Linked DNA regions of Sus scrofa: region 1 is linked to region 2. The links are chromatin contacts, called in public Hi-C maps. All regions are on one chromosome and are shown on one strand. Each heading gives the region's core, a stretch centred on a gene start, on an enhancer-like site or on the middle of the called end of the contact. The rest is flanking DNA. Distances are from core to core; before and after follow the strand shown.

Evidence for each region. Hi-C and Micro-C count contacts between places; a contact is called where the count stands out from the background.
Region 1: a contact with region 2 is called in a Hi-C map of epiblast stem cells, with 3 times the contacts expected there. The contact joins the promoter of GPR142 here to the promoter of CD300A in region 2. A contact is called at or near these places in 5 of 5 promoter capture datasets (fetal liver, fetal skeletal muscle, liver and 1 more), 33 of 47 Hi-C or Micro-C datasets (adipose tissue, alveolar macrophages, blood and 16 more) and 2 of 2 datasets of contacts at active chromatin or transcription factors (alveolar macrophages and skeletal muscle).

Annotation. Positions count from the first base shown.
Region 1 is chr12:6,763,947-6,768,019 of Sscrofa11.1, reverse strand. It overlaps GPR142 (probable G-protein coupled receptor 142), which reads left to right and starts at 2,556. Exons shown (of 4, transcript XM_021066682.1): 1 at 2,556-2,597; 2 at 2,599-2,650; 3 at 3,773-3,931. The coding sequence starts at 2,556.
Region 2 is chr12:6,679,602-6,683,673 of Sscrofa11.1, reverse strand. CD300A (CMRF35-like molecule 8) reads left to right here and starts at 2,345. Exons shown (of 8, transcript XM_021066678.1): 1 at 2,345-2,705.

The DNA of each region.
Region 1 (4,073 bases), core at 1,307-3,806, 84 kb before region 2:
GCACCATTGAGCCAGGTAAGGAATCGAACCCGCATCCTCATGGATACTAGTCAGGTTTGTTACCACTGAGCCATGGTGGGAACTCCAACATACTTTTTTTAATATCCTTTTTTTTTTTTTTGAAGTATTTACTTACCTCTTGATTTTCTTGCTAATTTTGAGTTTCTTTAGTGTGGAAACTGGTTTTGGTCTTTTTGGCCACACCTGCTGTATGCAGAAGTTCCTGGGCCAGGGATCGAACCTGGGCTATAGCAGTAACAATGCTGAACCCTTAAACGCTAGGCCACCTAAACACACTTCTTAACTCTAGTCTTGGAGTTCTCCTGTGGCTCAGCAGGTTAAGGATCCAGCGCTGTCACTGCAGAGGCTTGGGCTGCTGCTGTGGCTCATGTCTGAACCCTGCCTTGGGAACTTCTGCATGTCACAGTCACAGCCAAAAAAACAAAACAAAACAAAACAAAAAAACACCTTCAGTCTCCAGAGGCTCTGCGGCTAGATGTGTCTGTCTCTAGATGTGTCACCCACCTGCACCAGAAACTCCCACGCCCCACCTATGCGCCAGAGCACCTGTATGTTCTAAGCATTCTGGGGAGTGTTATGGTGTTATGTACACCCTCAGGCTAAGATCTACCTTCTAGAATTAGATGAGTGGCATTTCAAGTGTGCAGAGATCAGGGAGGCTCCAGGTTACTAAGAAGACTCAGGAGGGTTCCCCCAAACTCCCCATCTCTAAGAAGTCCCGCCCCTTACTAGTTCTAACTTGTTATTCATATATATATATATTTTGTCTTTTTCGTGCTGCACCCATGGTATATGGAGGTTCCCAGGTTAGAGCTCCAATTAGAGATGTAGCTGCCGGCCTACACTTAGGGGTCCAATTTGACCCCTAGCCTGGAAACCACCATATGCCATGGGTGTGGCCCTAAAAAGAAAAAAAAAATATATATATATAGCAGGAAGGAATCGTTCCCTGAAGTCACTGACTCAGTATTGTAAGCTGCCCCTGAAACCAGGCTATCCCCCGGTGCCACACCCACTGTTCTGCCTCGGCATCACGCTCTTCCGCCAGCTGGAGTGCTGGGTGCCTGACCCACTCCCCCTCCTCTATAAAGCCTGAGCTCACAGTGGCCTCTGGCGGGCTGAGCACCTGCTCTTCGGCAGAAGATGGTGGGAGGCAGTGACCAGCCACCTGCTCTAGGGAAAGGACAAACCTGAGTTTGGATTCCAACCCCCACTTACTAGCTCTGTGGCTTTAGCCTAGTTGCTGGACTTCTCTGAGCCTCGATTCCCTCTTGTGTGAAACGGATGTAACTGGATTGAGCCTGCAGGGCTGCCAGTAGGGTGGCACATGGAGGACAGGGGAGGTCCTGGGAAATGTTGGCAGAGATTCACATCAGGCTGTAAGCGGCCCCTTGCTCACCCACAGTCTCCTGCTGCAGGGGGGTTGCAGGTTGGGGAATTCCTTGCCTTCTCTGGGGCTGGAGTCCCAGACACTCTGCCTGGGGACCTGAGTGGGTACTGCCTGTTGTCCAGGTGACTTGGCTAAAGCCAGTGACTCTCGGAAGCCTGCAGAGTCAGGACCTGGCCACCAGGGGGCAGCAAGGCCTCTGTGAGTCCCCCAACTGGGTGTGGAGGTGGGGCTGGGATTTCAGAGAGCTCTAGCCCCAGAGGTGGGATGTAACGGAGGGGGCCTAGAAACCCACTCAGCAACATTCCCAGAGGGCAAGCGGGGCAAGCGATACCAGGCTGGGCCTCAACTCTCCCTGGAGAAAATCCACACAGTGTCCCTGGCGCCCACTGTGGGCTGCACTGGTCACTCTTCCCCTCGTGGGGTGGGGCAACTGGCCAGAAGCAGATCCCAGCCTCTCCAGAGTGTTGGCTACACTAGGTGGTGTTTATTTGCCAGTGACTGATTTTCCATGAAGGATGGTCCGTTTCACCAGGAAAACAATAGCTTGCGGGGGTAGGGCACTGGGTCTTGCCTTCCCAGCATGGCTGGCAGCCTGGGAGGCTTCTCCTGGTGGTCCTGGCGGGCATTGCACATGGCTTCCTGCCATGCTTCCAAGCCAGCAGCCCCCTGGGTAGCCTCCTTGGCCCATAGCCCACAGCCACCACAGGACTGACTCCTTCAAACTTGGCCCCTGAGTCCTCTCTCCAGAAGGGGGTCCTGCCCATGGCAGCCTCACCTCTCCTCCCCTGGCACTGGTTTCCCCCACTCTCTAAAATTAGTAGAATCAGCTCTGGAAATCCTTCTGTCCCCAAGGTCCTTGCCCCCAGGGTGTGACTGTCAGCCTGAGCCCAGTGCCCTTGGAGCCCAAGGCAGCCCCACCAGAGCCCCGAGGCCACCTCCTCCCCCGGGTCCCCCTCCCAGCCTCTCCCCTTCCCTGCCTGTGCCCTCTCGCGATCCTTTGCTCCAGGCAGCATCTGCATTACAGGCTTATTCCCTCCACCTCAGCCCCACCCTCTCCTTCCTCCTCCTCCCCCCTCCCACCACCCCACCTCTCAGGCGCTGACCGCTGGCTCAGTGCTGCTGGAAGAATCGTGGAGAGCTGGCAATGCTGAGAGAGAGCTGCAGGGACCCCCAGAAAAAGCCACAGGGTGACCCAAGACTCAGGACCCAGGAGCATGAGGCTTACGGGACAAGGCACAGGTAAAGCCTCTAGGTCGGGGGTGGAAGGGGTGAGAAAGGCGGAAGGGCCAGTAAGAAACCTAGAGCCCAGGGCGGGGAGCTTGAAGCTGCTGGGGGAAATCAAAGTCGGAAGGTGAAACCCCAAATCCTAAAGCGTGGGCTGAGGCGGGCAGGACCAGAGCATGTGGCTGGTCTTTATCCCAGACTGGCCACCAGCCAGCTGCGTGTGATGGCAGGCAGGTCACCCTACCTCCTGGACTCAGCTTCCCCATCAGAAAGCCAGGGCCGTCCCAGCTCCAAGAGCATTAGAGGAGGAAGTTCTTTATCATCTAAAGGAGGGGAACTTAGTAACATCTCTCCTTTTTTGTTTTTTGTTTGTTTTTGTTTTTAGGGCCACACCTGCCGCATATGGAAGTTCCCAGGCTAGGGTCGAATCAGAGATGCAGCTGCCGGCCTACACCACAGCCACAGCCACAGCAATGCCAAATCCAAGCTGCATCTTCAACCCACACCACAGATCACAGCAGATCCTTAACCCACTGAGTGAGGCCAGGGATCGAACCTGAGTCCTCATGGGTACTAGTCGGGTTCATTACTGCTAAGCCGTGACGGGAACTCCGTTAACATCTCTCCTTAAAGATGGGCTGCCATTTGGTAAAGCCACGCAGCTGCCTGTGGTTCAAATCACCCAGGATGCTTTAAAAACCATAGCTGCTCAAGCCCCAGTCCGGACTCTCTGGCTCAGACTGCCTGGAGCGAGGCTCAGGAACCTGTATTTCACAAGTGCCCCACCTCCATCCCCACCCCCACCAGTGACTAGCAGCCCATTTTAGGGATCTGCTTTCCAGCCTTAAGATCCACGGGGAGCAATGAGATCGAGAAATGGCTCTGACAACAAGAAACGCCCACCGAGTCCTTCCTCCCATTCATGGGGGAGCCAGGCCACTGAGCCATGGCCTGGGATGGAGGGGACTTGACAATAGCAATTACCCTTTGGCCAGGCCTGACCGGGGGCCGGCCCAGAGCAGGGGTGAATAAAGGCCTCAGGGTCGGGGTCAGGGTCGGGGGGCGGGGGGGGGGGCTGCTGCCAGGCCAGGCTGGAAAGAGACCGAAGGCTCTAACCCCCACTTCTGCCCTTCCTAGCTGGCCAGCCTCGAGCGACCCTGCTGCCTACCGCCAATGGCAGTGGGCTGAGCCAGGAGTTTGAAGGCCATTGGCCAGAGATCCCAGGGAGGTCCCCATGTGTGGCCGGTGTCATCCCTGTCATCTACTACAGCGTCCTGCTGGGCCTGGGGCTGCCTGGTGAGTGGGGAGCTGGGGTCTGGGGGTTGGCAAGAAATGGGGGTCCTCCTTCAATGGGTGCCAATCCTCTGTGCTGACCCCTGAGACCCAGGACATAGACCCCAGGGATCCCTTTGCCTTTGTGGGGTGATCTGGGTCATCA
Region 2 (4,072 bases), core at 1,096-3,595:
CTCACACCTCCAAGCTCAAGGCCAAATGTGCCCCTCAAAGCTGATTACCAGAGGTCTTTGAAGGAATCACTTGCTGGTTCAACCCCATCCCCACCCCCGTGTCAGCATAGGGGCAGGAGAAGCATGGACTGTGTCGGCCTTTGCCTGGGGCTGCCCTTGGGAGGGAGGAGGGAGCAGAAGTGGGGGCCCTGATGGGGAGGGAGAACCGGGGACTCCCTAACAAGTTTATCAGTTTGGGTTCCCGTGGCCTCAGTTGCTCAACCCCCTCTTCCCCATCATGCTCCTGGGTCAAGGAGTTTGGGTGCCTTCTGCCACCTTCTCGAAGCCACTCTCTCCCTCCCCTTTGTGGTCACTGCCCTTTGAGTCATGGTCAGCTGAGCAGAAGTTAGGCCTTTACTAGGGACAGATGCAGGGTCTTGCAAGTAAGTTACCTCATCTTCCTGAGATGCGAGGCGTAGAAATGAGCCTTGTACAGGGTGGGTGTTGCAGAAGCAGGGACTTAAAGCATATACCAGCTTATTCACATGGCCGGTCTTGTTTTAAGCCTCCCAGGAAGGGGGCACGGTGAGTAGTAATAGTCCCATTTCACAGATGGAGCGACCGACGGCACAAGGGCACTCAAGCAGCAGGAATGCAGCTTGGGGCCTCCCTGCTCTCCTGACCCCATTGTCACCGTCAGGGGTCCTCTGAGGCCGGCTCCCCTCCCCCACCCTGCACCCTCAGCCCCGCTCCCTGGAGGGATTTCAGCAGAGACCCTGGAGTCCAGTGCTGGGACAAGACTGCCCCTGTGGGCACCTGCCCTGCTTGTGGTTCCTGGGGAGTGGGGAGGGGGCTGTTGATGACGTTGCTCCTTCCCCATCCTGGCGTGCAGACCCCTGGCCTCCGCTTGAACCTAGTTTTGGTTGAGAGGTAACTTAGGGGACACACTCGTGTCTTCGGGCTCAGTGGGCTGGATTTAATGGGCTCGCATCCTTTTACGTTCTGGTCCTTTCTGCTCCCTGGGAGTGGAGTTGGGCAAAGAGGATGAGAGAGGCCCGGGTGGCCTGGTTTTCTCTGGATCCATCTCCAATCAGTCTCCCTCCCGCTGGAAGTGCAGTGGGCACGTGAGCCTGGGGCAAGGGGGGCCCGGTGTGATCCCTGCTTTCATCTTCCTGTGACCAGGTGACACGTGGGTGGCTTAGGAGATAAAATGCAGTAATAGGCACTGCGGGGGACAGAGGCACAAGAGGGGCTTGGAGAAGGTGGGGCAGGGGTCTTCTGAGAAGATGGCTTGAGCTGGTCTTGAATGAGGGAGTGTGGGAGGGGGCGTGGAGAAAGCTGGGGATGAAAGAATGACTTTGAAGAGCCCCCCTCCTACTCCAGGGCCCCAGTCACTGTGAGTGACACTGAGAGCCAGGAGCAGCCCCGGGGGGGACCGCCCCTGCTGAGCCCCCCACCCCTACCCCTATTGCTGCCCAGTGGGCTCTGCAGGTCTCAATTCCTGTCCAGGCACCTGGGAGGAGGGGACAGGAAGCCTCCAGGAGGCCTCTGGCTGGGACACGGAGGGCTCTCAGGCCTCTGGCTGGGACAGCCACCCACCTGCTCTCCCCCAGCTTCTCCTTCTTCTCTGTCTCGACCACAGCACGTCCAGGCCTAAGCAGAAGAGCTTGTTGTGGCCATCACCTTGTCTGGGGACAGTGGTCCTGGGGTGGTGGGATGCCCTGGGACATGCCGGTCCAGCTCCCTTGGCCCCTGGAAGGTCAGGCCACCCTGGGGCAGCTTCCCTAGAGGCGGGCAGGAGGGCGCCGTGTGGGGAGTCCTGGTGTAGGGGAAGGCGGGGCCAGACACTGCGGGGTCCCACCTCAGATGCCGGCCTCACCCACGCTTCTGTGGAAGGGAAACCAGAGGCTCTCGGCCCTCCGTGTGCCCTCGCCCTCCCCTCACTGCTTCTCATGTGCAGTCCGTCCCTTTGCTGGGTGGATCATGCAGTGATTTTTTTTCATTTTAGGGCCCCACCTACGGCCTATGGAAGGTGCCAGCTAGGGGTCGAATCAGAGTTGCAGCTGCCAGCCTATGCCCTAGCCACGATCCAAGTGGTGTCTGTGGCCTATGCTGCAGCTCAAGGCAACGCCAGATCCTTAACCCTCTGAGCAAGGTCAGGGATCGAACCTGAATCCTTGTGGATACTGGTCAAGTCCTTAACCCACTGAGCCACAACAGGAACTCCTCATGTAGTGATGAAACCCCTAGCAGGTGCAGTCCACCTCTGCCAGGCCCCTGAAGCGTAGTAGGTGCCCCATGGTTGGGGAAGGCCCTCCTCCATCGCCAGCTGTCAAGCTCCTCTTCTCCCCGCCAGCCACAGACACCAGCTGCTTCCTGCTTCTGGGCCCAGCCTCTTGGCTTTTGTGGCTGCACTTAAAGACACTCCCTCCCTGGGGCCCCCTTGGCTTTCCTGAGAGCTCAGGCGGAGGAAGAGACAGAGCTGAAGGGGAGCCACCCGCCTCTGAGTCTGTGCTGCCTTGGAGAGGGAGGTGCTGCTGAGCTCAGCACCCCCAAATCTCTCCTGGGGCCCTGCGGTTCTCAGGACCCAATGCTGCTGCTGTCGCTCTGCCCAGGAAGCCTCCACCATCACCATCGGTCCCCCACCCCAGCCCATGCGTCCACCCTGGGGAGAGGACCCCCGACCTGGTGAGAGGCTTTATGGCCAAGGACCTGCCCTGAGAAAGGTGAGCAGTGGGGGAAGCGCCACTTCCTTAATTTTCTGACATTGTGGGGTAACTTTGCGTCATTCTGTTTCTCCATTAGGGTTTGTGGACACGTTAGGGTGAGCAGGATGGGTGTGGCAAGGATCAATTCCCCTGGCCCTTTCCTCTTGGCCGTAATTCAAGTGTTTCTCTACCTCCCTAAAGACAAGTGCATCCTATAGACTATTTATAAAGCCTATGTCTCCCTGCGAAATCCTATTTTCCTATCATTTTTCCTTAAAGTAAAGACTTGTTCCTTTAGGGAACAAAACTGGCTTGAGTATACTATTTCCTCACATTTGAGTATTTTTATTTTTATTTTAGTTTAATTTTTATTTCTTTTGTCTTTTCTAGGGCTACGCCCGCTGCATATGGAGGTTCCCAGGCTAGGGGTCTAATCAGAGCTGTAGCCTCCGGTTTAAGCCACAGCCACAGCGACATGGGATGCAAGCCACGTCTGCAACGTACACCACAGCTCACGGCAACACCGGATACTTAACCCACTGAGCAAGGCCAGGGGTCGAACCCGGAAGCTTATGGTTCCTAGTCGGATTCGTTAACCACTGTGCCACGATGGGAACTCCTGAGTATTTTTATAATTATGGCCCTTATTGATCCTTCAGATTATCTATTACTACTGACCTTTTATAGGAGCTGTAGGTTTGGGTCAAGGTCATAGCAGTGGTAGTGGACAAATTCTGGGGGCTCCCCACTCTTAACTGTGACAATTCAAGACTGTAGCAATAGCTTTTCGTGGTTGTACTGAAAAATATACATTTCTGGAAACTTTACAGCCAGAGCAGGAAGAGCAGGGCGATCTGGGGACTTGGAGCTAATGTCGGGAAGCTCTCAGGTGACACGTCCCACGTTAAGATTAATTTCCTACCCTCACGCGGACCTTCTGTGCAAGCTGGGGGCCCTTGTCACGAGGAATATGTGAGCGTGGGTGTATGTGTTGGTACGTGTGTGTGTGTCTGTGGGTATGTGTTTGCATGTTTGTGTGGGTGCATGTGTATTTGTATGTTTGTGTGTGCACACAGTGTGTGTGTGTGTGTGTGTGTGTGTGTGAGCTGTATGTGGAGCGGGGAAGGGGAGGGGGTCCCTGGAAGCCTACTGAGTCCCACTCTGTGCCCAGCCCTCCTGGGTCCAGTGGGGGCTTCACAGGAAGGAAGGTCACAGACCTGAGAATGTTTTCCAAGATGAAGTCATTCAGGGGGAGTTCCCTTCGTGGCGCAGTGGAAACGAACCCGACTAGGAACCATGAGGTTGTGGGTTCGATCCCTGGCCTCGCTCAGTGGGTTAAGGACCCGGCGTTGCTGTGAGCTGTGGTGTAGATTGCAGATGCGGCT